Linked DNA regions of Drosophila melanogaster: region 1 is linked to region 2. A link is a contact called in public Hi-C data. All regions are on one chromosome and are shown on one strand. Each heading gives the region's core, a stretch centred on a gene start, on an enhancer-like site or on the middle of the called end of the contact. The rest is flanking DNA. Distances are from core to core; before and after follow the strand shown. Region 1 holds the start of Tob (Transducer of ERBB2). Region 2 holds the start of lncRNA:CR33963 (long non-coding RNA:CR33963).

Region 1 (6,161 bases), core at 2,886-5,385, 3.4 Mb after region 2:
TCAATTCCCAAAGCAGGTGTTTTGAACTATATCACTAAAACAAACTCCGCCGAGAGCCGAAGGCGCTGTTCCGTTGACATTTTAGCTTATAATTTCACAAATACATCCCCAAGCTCGGATTCTTTACACATCCTTGCATATATTTTGTATATATAAACATTTCTATATATATTTATATATTCAGGTTGCTGTTGCTCGTTGTGACTGGAACGGGCAGAGAAAGTGAACTCTCTCAGCTGATGGCCTTTCTCTCACCCTCACCGAAAACGGTATCACAACGGTATCTCTATCTCTCACTTTTGACACTCTCCCTGAGCGAAAATGCACTCTTCAATGGACTGTGTGTGTGCGAGTGTATGTGTGTGTGTGTGTGTGTGTGGGTCGCTCTTCACAACATAAAATCAATAAAATCTGGGCCACCAGTTTTAAAGGTTGATTAAAATGACAAAAAGGCCCCCTCTTTGTATTGTTAAGCTTAAATGCCATATAAGCTAACTCCGACTTCTGACTATATACTTGCATATATGTATATATATTGTATATATGTATGTATATAGAATTACTTATTGTGTCTCCCGCAAAATCAAAACGTTGAAGCCTCCAAATCCCACACACCTACAGCAACAAATACTACGAACATTTAAAGACGTATTTTTCCGTGTGTCTTATGTACTGACACAAAAGTGAATATAGGGCTTTTCAAGTTCACTTGGCTAACACACACACGCGCAGTGGGGAGTACATAGAATACTGTATTTGCTTACATAACTTTGCATTCAAAATGCATTCATATAGAAATCAAGGCAGTTCAACAATCGGATAAAACAGAGATTGGATTTATATTGAAAAACCAAACCTTTAGAAGTACCTAGGATTTGTAAATCTAGCAGAAGGTCTCAAAATTATGCAGTCAGAAATCTTTAAATCTTATTTTAAAACATTTTTTAGTTGCATATTTTCTGCAGTTCATCGCATATTTATTGATATATACAAATTGTTAGAAGCATTAATTAGTGGAATTAAAAAGAACGTATAACAAAATTGCATCTTAAACTTTTGTTTTGAGTGTAAGTAGTTTTGTTTTTATTTACACAGCACAATTCGTTTATGACTACGCTTTTGTCTTCAAATTAGCGAAATTGGAATCAATTAAGTTAAGCTTTCAATTTGCGTGTCTGCGAAATAGGTAACAAAGGGTATTTAAAGTACGACTATTTGCTAAAGGAAATCAGCTTGCTTGTTTGAAGATAATTAGATGAGGTTACACAAACGCTCATACAGCTGTATATTTTATAATCATCTGTTTTTTATTTAGGTTCTAATACAGGTGGTTTCTCCAAGGAAAATGTTGTGAGAGGCTGTGTTCGTTTTTGTACAGATGTCCATTTCAAGTAACTAAATACAGACATAGGTACATAGGAATTAGCGTATTTTCGATTAACTTCGAGATTAACAGTTTCTCTTGAATGTAATTGTAATTTTGGTAGGGTTTATGCTAATGTTGTGCTCACAATCGTATTTTACATTTGTTTTATATTTTGTTTTTTTCCCCATTCGATTTGCATTCATATTTTGCATAGCAGAGTGTAATTAATGCCGTTGAATTGATTACCACTGCAACTGAAGGGTCTGAAGTGCCCAATCTAAACGAAAATGTGACCGAGCGAAGTAATTACCGGGCCCCATTACATAAAGCCAATGTGGGGATATGTACATACATATGTACATATATAAAGATCTGGCTGGACTCAATGTTTACTGCGCGCTGAATTGTATCGCACTAGATAGGTATATTTTTATCGACAACAAACAAAAGAGAAATGCTCTACGATTTTCAATACATTGCATAACCAGCTTTAGGGGAATTTCCTTGCAGCGCTTAGTGGTAAAATCACACTCACACGTTATATTGTGCATTCGAAACTTGTGGATTGTAGACATTGTGCAGTACTTCAATTTACAAGATCATCACAAATTATTTTTAGTTATTGCTTTGCAGCCTTCTTTCCCGCAGTTTTATCGAGCGTTGTGGAGCAAGCGTTGCTCTAATTTTTCCCCGACTGGCGCAGGGGTATAATTTCAACGGCGAGAGAGAGATAGAGAGAGAGAGAGGAAAAGAGAGATAGAGAGTGGGGGAACAACAAGAAAAAAAAAATAGAAAAATGAGAGACCCTGGTGCTCAAGACAACACAAAACAGCTGACCGACCGACAAACTGCGTATGAGTTTGTGTGCCTGAACTATTGGCATTTTCTCACTTCCTCTTAATTTTGTTGCTGTATTATTATTATTTTTTTTTATGTTCACCCATGCACTTCACTTGCCAAAATTTGAAGCATAACGCAACATAATCATATGAGGACACATAAACACAGTCAGCTGTTCGTAAGATGTTGGGACATTTTACCTCACAACAGCAAACAACAAATAAAAAAAAAAAAAACAATATTAGGCACATGATTCTCGTTCGTTTATCTGAGCACACACGAAAATTGAAATGACAAATACACTGCCATGCCGGAATGTCTGTCTATACAATACACATTTGAGTGTGTACAGTACACAATATAATTTTTTTTTTTTTTTTTTTGAATACTATTTTTTCCCTGTATGCATGCAAGTAGATACAATAAGCTTGCGACGAACACCGCGACAAAATGCCAAATGATGGTCTTCTGACGCGATAGTATTTGTCTGGCACAAGTTCGTTTTTTGGTTTGGTCGAAAATTATTTCATTTCATTCGTTCTTTGGCAGAAATGCAAAAGCAGCTGCAGTCGGTGGTCACTATGCTCTCAAACTTGCAACAATTGCTATCGAATCATCGATGTTGTTTCAGATGAATAAATAAATAAAAAAAAAACAAAAGCTTGCGCAAATGAAATCGCACACATGTACTATTATAAAATTCGTCTTTTGTTGTGCAACACAACTATAGAAGACTGTGCAGAAAGTACAGTGGAACCTGTCTAGCACGAACATTTTCAGAGGTGTCAAAGTTATATATAGTGGGATGAAATTTTCATAACACTGATAACATGAGGTATCGACATGTACTCTGAATTATTTATTGAACAGAATTGTGAAATGGTCAAGTTAAAGAATGCGTACTGTATTTGGAGCTTGCTAACGCAAATATCAGCTGCTAGCTATAGCTTTTAAGCACGAATTACGACAACAAATTGGGATATGCTAGATTAAGATAGATCGATTTGTATTTACATCAAACTTCTTAACAAATCAATATCCATATATAGTATTTAATAATCTGAGCTCAAGCCAACTAAAGTACCCTACTGTAAAAGCTTTGGGTATTCAAATCTTGTGCACCCTTCGGTTTGCTCTTTCATCTTTTGAGCTACGAAAGTTTGAATGCATAGGAAAGGGAGTTATAGTTCGTTCCCTGGAGTCGAGCTCTCTCTCTACCCAAATTTATTGAAGAACAGCTGTCCCTTTCGGCGCTGAAAAGCCCAGTGCTCTAGTGAGCGCCATAACTAACGACAACAAAACAAGAAGTATGAAAACAGCCGAGCGAAAGTGAGAGAAGCGATGCTCCATCTCCTTTTTTGTTTTCTTTTTTTTTCGTTTCTTTTTTTTTTTATATCACAATCATTGTTATTGTATTTTCTGTGGGGGCTAGATAGATGTATGTGTAGTGGGGGATAGTTCGCTGCTTTCTCAATTTTTGCACAGCACACACAAGTACACAAATATATTGCAATATTTTTTTCGAACAAAATAGATAAAAAATTGTAATTCAACATTTATTTGTTTTTTTTTTTTAACTACCGGTGCAGTTTGCTGATGGTTATTTCTTGTTTCCGATTTACTGTAGTTTTTGGTTGTTTCCTCCTGGTGGTCGTTGTATTAAACGAAGGATTTAGCGAGTTATGTATAAAATACCCCAGTTGTACCAACTAGTATGCTATTGTTTTACTTTTGCGTGGGTATATGTGCTCGGATGTCTATTTATTATTTTCTTGTTTAATGTGGTTTGGTTTTATTGGGATTTTGATGGTTTTTGGTTTTGTATTTCTTGTTGTATTCTATTTTCCTATTTTTTGTTGTTGTTGTGAAATGTCTCTGCCCGTTACTTAATTGTAGCACACGCCACTTAGCAAGGGCCGAGCGAAGCGTCCGTAGTTCTTGAAATCGGTTTAGTAACTGAGACTGAATTGACGCGCGAACGGGCCTCAGTGAACCAACAACAAACAAGTGCACACGCACACTTCGGCACCAGCACCCCCACCTTCACCACCGTGTTGGTCTTATTCGGCACTACGCACGAATCACTCACGAAGCTAAATGTTCTAAACTCGGTTCGGCTTCCCACTCTCTCTCTTCCTCTCTCTTTCCCTCTCCCTATCTCTCTCTCTCTGTCTGGTACTTGCACCCACGGTTGTCAATTTAGCTTTTTTCCCGTCTATGGTGGATTGCTTAAAATAAAATAAATATTTAAGCGGGCACCGGTAATTCTAACTGTCCAAGAGCCCAACACCAAACAGACGGAAATATAATTGAAAATATTAAACAAGAAATCATAGTTTTGTTGTTTTTAATCAATTTTTGTTTTGATAAATTGTTTTGACTTTTTTATAGACCAGTTTTTTAAATTTATATTTACTGCAAGGGTATATGAGATTCGACTGGCAAAAAAAAAAATTGTTCTTGAAAAAAATTGGCAGCACTGCTTGCACTCATCATATTTTTGTGTGGGTGCTTTTCCCTGGACAAAATTATATCCGAAAAGGTGGTAATATGACTAAAATTTGTTACCTTCAATTTAGCAACCGATGTAAATATATACATCCCATATTGGTTTGGGAAAAGTGTCGACATAAACATGATATACTTTAGTTAAAAGCAAGTTAGGATTGAAATATTTAAAATATCAGTTTAAAGCTTTTGAAAACTTTTACTTTCTTGCTTTGTTGTAGTTTTATTTTAGTCATTTTAAATATAGTTTATTTATAAATCATAGTCTAACTTAAATTTGCAATATCAATATGATATTCTGAAAAAGTTATGTTATATATTAATAGTAACTAAACCTCATAAGATCATCGTGTGAAATCATAATGCCTACTTTGTGGAAATCCTAGCTAAGTAAATATTAGTTATTTTGATAGTTCTCAATATGGATTTGCGATTGTTAAGGTATTTAAACTTCACCTTGCTTTTACATCGCTCGGATGCCCTGAATAATTTTGCGCGTGACTGGACGATTGGAGGAGTGTGTGGGCGTGTGTTGGTTGTGCTCGTAGTAAAATCGAGCCTAGAAGGGCTTGCGCAATGAGTGCATATCCTTCCGTGGCACAGTTTTAGTACAGCCCCCCCCCTCCTCCTCCTCTTCCACCACTCTGGCCGACAAAACGAGTCGCTCTCTTTGGGCTTTGGCTCGGACCCCTCCCCCCCTTTTCCCTTTTCCGAAAACTGGGACAAGAAATGAAAGTGCATGAGCACGTAACATATGCGTACATACACCCAGAGGTAATATGTATATGTACATTAGAGTGGACCTAGCTCGAACAAAAAGGTGAAAGGTCACACCTGTGTATGTACATATGTATGTGCATGTATATTCGTCGTGAATAGTAAGAAATATTGTGATACTCTTACTTTCCCTTTTTTCAAATATTTAAATCAAGAATGGTGAAAACCTTTTCAATGTTTGGTAGATAAAGAAGTACTAAATGAAATTGAAGGATTTTTATTTATTTCATCGCAAAACATTTGGGGTACACATTTATACATTTATTAATATATACGCTTAGATTTTGAACGAACATGCATACAAAAATATGGATTTCCTTTACATTTTCGATTTTTATCAGTTTTATAGGATTTCTTTTTTTTAAATTGGCTTTCCAGGAATACCTAATATGGTACAATAATTTATTTTTCTAGACTAAAAAAAAATATTAGTATAGGTATCACAAATATATATATTTATGTATATATCAATACATAATTTGTAGCGAAATTTAATGTTTCAAAAGGATTATTGATAAACTCGTTGAAAGGAAATTGATTTTGCTTTATTGACGGACTTGGATGGGTCTGTCTCTTAGGTTGAGCTGGAACTTTGTAGAAGAAATAACACCCTTCAATGGGAGGAACCAATGTTATACAAAGACATCGCTCACATTTAACTTAAGTGGGA
Region 2 (6,627 bases), core at 2,463-4,962:
GGCACTGCAATAAGCTGTTCCTGATCGATTTCGGTCTGGCCAAGAAGTTCCGCGATCCGCACACGCGCCATCACATCGTTTACCGCGAGGACAAGAACCTCACCGGCACTGCCCGCTATGCCTCGATCAATGCCCATCTGGGCATCGAGCAGTCGCGGCGTGACGACATGGAATCGCTTGGATACGTGATGATGTACTTCAATCGCGGCGTACTGCCATGGCAAGGCATGAAGGCCAACACCAAGCAGCAGAAATACGAGAAGATCTCCGAAAAGAAGATGTCCACGCCCATCGAGGTCCTCTGCAAGGGCTCGCCGGCCGAGTTCTCCATGTATCTGAACTATTGTCGTAGCCTGCGCTTCGAGGAGCAGCCAGATTACATGTACCTACGTCAATTGTTCCGGTGAGTACGATTAAATCATATATTGCATACGAATCTTAAGATTACACCCGATTGTTTTTGTGATAATGTTTGTGGTGATAATCATTGTGGAGGCTGTATTCGATATGTGTTTAGGTCATAGTTTTCTTGTTTTTTTTTTTTAATTCGAAATGATGTAACCCCAACTTTCTCTTTAATACAGCATACTGTTCAGAACGCTGAACCATCAGTATGACTACATCTACGACTGGACAATGCTGAAGCAGAAGACCCATCAGGGTCAACCCAATCCAGCTATACTCTTGGAGCAATTGGACAAGGACAAGGAGAAGCAGAACGGCAAGCCCCTGATCGCGGACTAAGAGCTGCAGCGCATTCAGACGAATGGGGGGAGTGCATCAGAGAAGGAGAACGTGGATGCGTGGATGTAAATGACGTTGATGTGGGCGAAAGGCCCGGCAAGGAGCGGAGCAAATATGAAACAGACGCAACCGTAAAATTGAGTAACACCAGCGGTCGTCCGAATGTTTCTTAATATTAATTTAAATTCAATACTAAACAAATAAGGAACCACAAACAAGCAAGCAACGGCATCATCAGCAGGGCATATAAAATGATACCCCAGCAAATGTGATTCACGAGTGAATCACTGCGATCGATAATAACATAAACCGAAATTATTGCAAATCAATACGATTTAAACTAATTTGCAATCCATACACAAATCAACATACTTGCATAACACACCCACACACACACATACATACACACACTCACCCACTCTCATCCACCCACTCAAAAAGCAAACATCATTGCCCAAAAGGGGGAGAAAAAAGAAAAGAAGAGAGAAGAAGAAAAGAAGAGGAAAGAAATCAACAACACTTAGCCTAATAAATTACAAGAAATAATATTGGTAGAGTTGGAGGAACAAAATGAAGTAATGCTGAGGAAACTAAACCTATATATATATGTATATGTATATATGTAAGCGAATAAACACAACACCATATATGTATGCATATACCCATTTGATTCACGTCAAATCGAATCCAATGCTTAATTATGAATCGAGCGAAACAAAACTCAATAACTAATTAAAATGGAATAAATAAGAAACAAAACAGCAACAAGCAAACAACAACACAAAAAAACAACAAACAAATAAGAATAAACAATAAAAAAAAATTAATAAAACACACCGAGAAAAGCAAACAAAAAAAATATAGTGGAGGATGCGGAGGAGAAACAACCAAGCAAAGCCAACTGAGATGGGGGAAAATATAAAATAAAAGCAGCAACAAGAGTAAAACAAGCAAATAATAATTATAATGAAGAAAGAAAAAGAAGAAAACAGACCGCAAAACTGCAAAGTAATTTTGCATAGTACGCCGTAATAATTATAAATATAACTTATATTTAATTTTTTGAATTACATCAATAAATATGTTGAAATTAAATTTCGACTCGGCGCTGTTCACATCTGCATTAGATAGAGATGGGGGCATACGAAAGGGAAAGAAGTGCATTCAAATATATTTATTGTTGTAATATACGTCATTGTTTATTAGCGATTAGCTCTATTGGTTAATAATCTTTTTTAAAATTGTAGCATGTAATTAGTTTTTTTATTATACTATATTAAATTTACATAAAAATTGTATATTCATATATATATATATATGCATACGTTTTATTTGAGCCCCAACATTTAATTTCCCCCATAAGTGCTTTGTATCTAAAGTTGTATTCGTTTCAGCTGAAATTAAAATTTAGTTGAAATTAAAGATGCTTTTATATATTTAAATTAATCACAAAAAAATGCCTGTGTTTTTCAGATCTTGCGTTCAGTCATTAATAATGCATTTTAGTTATGAAAACTTGAACGTGACATAAAAACATTTCATTGTCACATTGGTTTATGGTTTATGGTTTATGGTTTATGGTTTGTTTATTTAAATTTGTACTGCTACTATTGATATCATCTAGTAGATTGCATAGCTGGTAGTTAGCAAAATATTCTGAAGAGATGAGAAAAAAAACGTAGAATCTTTGTAGAGAAAGTTGTCAATATTTTAAATTACGTTTATATTTAATGGAATGGTTATCTGCGATACTGTAATGGATGGTACAGGGGGGCGCAGCGTTAATCATCTTTCTTTAAAGTATTTTCCATAATGCCTCCAAAAATCGATTCGTAATGTTTTTTCACTTTCAGGTGGTCTTTCTTAAGATCCAAAACGAATTTAGCAGCTGACGTCTTTTGCAACCCGACTGTGAAATACATTTATTTATTAGACCCTCTTAATTTCTTTGTTTATTCGTCATTGTTGACCAATGACACGTACGCGGTCCGTCTGTGTGTGAGAATGTGCTTTTTATTATTTATTAACTTTATGGGATGTCCACTGCACTACTGACCCATTCCAATCAGCACCCCGTTTGCAAGCAGAAGGCGCTGATTGGAAAACACCAATTGCAGTGCAATTGCTGATAAGAACATTTAAAGTTCTGATTGAATAGTAAAAGAGCAAAAACGAAGCGCAACATTTATCAATTCGTCTCTTTAGTTTGACAAGAGATCTTAAAACATTTGCTATTTATAATTTTACATTTATAAATAACTTATTGCAGGATAACTCCTGAGAACATTGTCATTATTTTATCATTACATTCCTAAAAAGCTAACATGGGGAAAAATACAAATGAAATTTAAACTATGGCGCTTGTTTTGATACTGCGATTTAGATGGCTGCCACATAGTTTGACTTTGCCACCCGTGGAGCTGAAGTGACTGGAAATATATCTTTAACAACTTAAAGTTGCCTAACTAGTGCAATTATGCGCTTCAATAATGTTTTAAAAATAGTAGAAATTGGGACAGCGCTGCCAATAACTTCGAAAATTTAAAGGCAATCCAGTGGCACCACTGGCAAGCGAGTAGGTACAGGTGGCACCTCTACCAGTCGAGTTTGCACAGGTGGCACCACTAGCAAGCGAGTTGGCTCGATTAATGTTACTTGATTTACTATCGACTATGCTACTTGATTTAAAGGTATTATATGAAAAAACTTTCATTTCAAGTTTGAAGCATTTTTTCTTTTAGCTAGGTAAAAACTAACCGACTACAGAATAACCATTTACATATCTTAGACTCAAACGCTCTGACAAAAGAGCGCCTAACGGGAGGCCAAATGCCGTTCACCAAAAAGCATATATGACGTGGGCATTTTTCGGCTGACTCGCGGCTGGTCACACTGCCGGGCAACCGAATCGAAAAAACGGCGATTCGACATTTTTGTGCGAGTGTAAGGTTCGATTCCGATCTGGCTGGTTGTCTGACGGACGTGCTGCGTCTATTTTGTTGTGTTTTTTTGCGAACGAGCGAAGAGCGACAGGACCTCTGCGCCCGTATTCAAAGTAATAAGCGATTCGATAGCCAAATTAAAATTGTGTGCTTGTTTCTCGTGTATCTTGTGGTGTTTGTGCGATCCAAATCGAGTGGTCAACTTACATTCCCTTTCATCCTTTTCGTGGTTTATTTTTTTTTGCAAGTGCCGGAAAAATTCGAATTGGTTGTTCATCAATATACAACAGTTAACTGTATAGTAAAGTAAGAAATGGTCCACTGTTGTCGTTGTTTTTAAAAGGTGTAAAGTAAGAGTAAATGAATATAAAAGGCGCAACGAGAATTTCTTGAATCATGTTCAAATAAGCATAAGCAAGCATTCGATTAATTTACATGCGCGCATGTGTGCAATCCCAAGGACTTTGGGAACAAGAAGAACCGCGCGCACAAGGAGCATGCGAAGCAACAGGGAAAAATCATAAACGACAGAAATTGCTGCCCTTTTATTTGATTTTTGTGTTATGTTTTTTTTTTTGATGATTTTGAGTTCGCTGTCGCAGCAATAATATAAGAATTACAAACACACAGACGCAAGTGATATACGACCACCACTAGAGATCGCACACACACACGCAACACTTAGGCACACATAGGGAGATAGAGTGAGAGAAGGAGGAAAGGAAGGACGGAAAGGAAGGGACGAAGCGCAAGCTTATCTTTTCGCTTTTCGAGAACGCGAACGAAGACGATAAAAGCAAAGCAAACAACGCACACACGTAAATAAAACAGACATCGGCTGTTTAACAAACACACACATGTGTATATCAAAAAAGGGACAAAGCAAAGCGAAGAATATCAGCCTTTGGTTCTTCTTTCCTTTGCACATGTGCCTGGAAAATATCCTTACGAACACACTCCCATACGCATACGCATACGAACGACAAGCACGTGAAATTTTTGTTCCCTTGCTCTTTGCCCTTCTCTCTTCTGCCCTCGTGCATCGCTCTCTCACTTCCATTATTCGTCGCTAATCAAACGCTCTCTTCACTCTTTTAGCTGATTTTTTTTTATTGTTGCAATGCAATATTCGCGGAACGAATAACAACAACATACATAACTCAATATTCAAGTGCAAAGCAAATACAAATCAAACACAAAAGAAAAAGCAACGAAATAAAGATATATAGAAAAGAAAAACAAAACGAAAAAATTCGCACATTTTTTCTGTCTTGTCCAGTGGAAAATACAACAAATAAACAACAACGGCTAAATCAAGTTAACAATCTGTTCAAAACCAATCAACAAAATGTCTGCTGATATTCTGCAGAAATCAAGAGAGCAGGATGATTCGCACTACTTCGAGCGTGGCGATATATCCAAATACGTAACGGTAAGTTTCCCAAAATTCTCAAAAACTACGTTTTCCTCCGTTTTTAACTGTTCGGTCATTATATTCTTGTTCTTGTGTTTTTTTTTTCTCAAAATTCGGTATTGTTTAAAGTGTTATTTTTCAAGATGTGGTTTTACCCAGAGTTATGAATGAAATTGAATAAATATGCCATGACTAATTTACAAAACTAATTCAATAGGTCTCTTATGTTGTTTTTATATTGCATGCAGATGTGCGCATATGCATTTTTGTCTTGGTATTTGGGCTTCCAAGAAATTTAGTAAAACTCAAATTGCTAATTCACTAAAAAAAAAAGTCAAGCACTTGGTAAGCAAAATTAGAGAAGCTCCATATAGATTGAGTGAAAAGAAAACTTAAAATATTTTCCAGTCAACTTAAAACATGCCTAAACCACATGTTTTTTTTTGGTTTATTCATTTCGGCAGTTGCATTTTGCGCCGCATTTGTGTCGCATTGTTAAAGGCAATATGTGCATCGTTTGCTTAATTTCGATAACTTGTTTTCCATTTTTCACTTCGTTATATTTCCGTTTTGTTACACTTGTATTTGTTGTTTGTTATTCCCCATTATAAAGCTGATTCATAATTATACTTTCGGTTTGTCAACTCACAAAAAACAGCAACAAATAGAGAGTGTGTGTGTGTGATGGTGGTGAAAAATGAAAATAAGCGACAGACTATAAAGTGGACTAAATAATTCTCTGATAAGGATTTGTGATAAGTGTATTGGAGAAGGGGGCGGGGCATCCTTGCATATCACTCTCTCCCACCCGCTCTTTCTCCCTCTCGATCCGCTCCCTTACGCTGTGCACCTTCTCTTTTTGTCCCTTCTCTTCGTATTTATTTGTTACAATTGGCGTCATCGCAGCAGCATCATTAAAAGCAGCAGCAACAACAGCAATAACACCACTCGTGATCATTTACTGTTTGTATATACATACGTATGTATGTGTGTGGTGCATGTGTGCGTGTTGCTGGCAGCGACGTTGGCAGCGCAGCTGTTGATCGACAACAAATTCGATTAACTCAAGTTCCGGGTTTGCTTTGGATGGATTTTTGTGTTTTTAATGATTTCTGTTGTTTTATTTATACATATTATTTCGTTCATTTGTTTTTTTTGGGTTTATTGATTGCTCTCGGATGAGTTAAGTTTTTAATATTTTTTTTATGTTCAAAAGCTCTGCTGCAGCGATTACGTGAAAAGTTTTGCGGTTTTTCGTGTAAAAACGAGAGGGGAGCAAAGTAAGAGACAGATGGAGCAGTGTTGGGCTCACTTTTGTTTTGATTTTCTTGTTCTTGTGCCTGCGCTTTTTTTTCGCAAATTTGCGTAAACTAAAATGCAAAGCCAAAGGGTCAAGTAGAGTCATAGAAAGGAAAAAATAACATTGAGCAAGGAGAAAAACAACAAACATAATAAAAATAGGGCCAAGCCAGGTTGACGTCCGATAAAGTTGCAAATGCTTGTTGAATGAACTTTGCAATCGATTAT

What was found. Hi-C and Micro-C count contacts between places; a contact is called where the count stands out from the background.
Region 1: a contact with region 2 is called in a Hi-C map of the Kc167 cell line, with 2.1 times the contacts expected there. The contact joins the promoter of Tob here to the promoter of lncRNA:CR33963 in region 2.

Annotation. Positions count from the first base shown.
Region 1 is chrX:16,087,360-16,093,520 of dm6, forward strand. Tob (Transducer of ERBB2) reads right to left here and starts at 4,136. Exons shown (of 6, transcript NM_001169300.3): 1 at 3,788-4,136. CG42353 reads right to left here. Exons shown (of 5, transcript NM_167485.4): 5 at 5,700-6,161. It overlaps CG42354, which reads right to left. Exons shown (of 6, transcript NM_001144730.3): 6 at 5,700-6,161.
Region 2 is chrX:12,655,750-12,662,376 of dm6, forward strand. lncRNA:CR33963 (long non-coding RNA:CR33963) reads left to right here and starts at 3,713. Exons shown (of 1, transcript NR_002692.1): 1 at 3,713-4,883. Tis11 (Tis11 zinc finger protein) reads left to right here and starts at 3,666. Exons shown (of 4, transcript NM_001272561.2): 1 at 3,666-3,799; 2 at 4,785-5,118. The coding sequence starts at 5,035. It overlaps CkIalpha (Casein kinase Ialpha), which reads left to right. Exons shown (of 4, transcript NM_078585.6): 3 at 1-403; 4 at 585-2,085. The coding sequence ends at 744.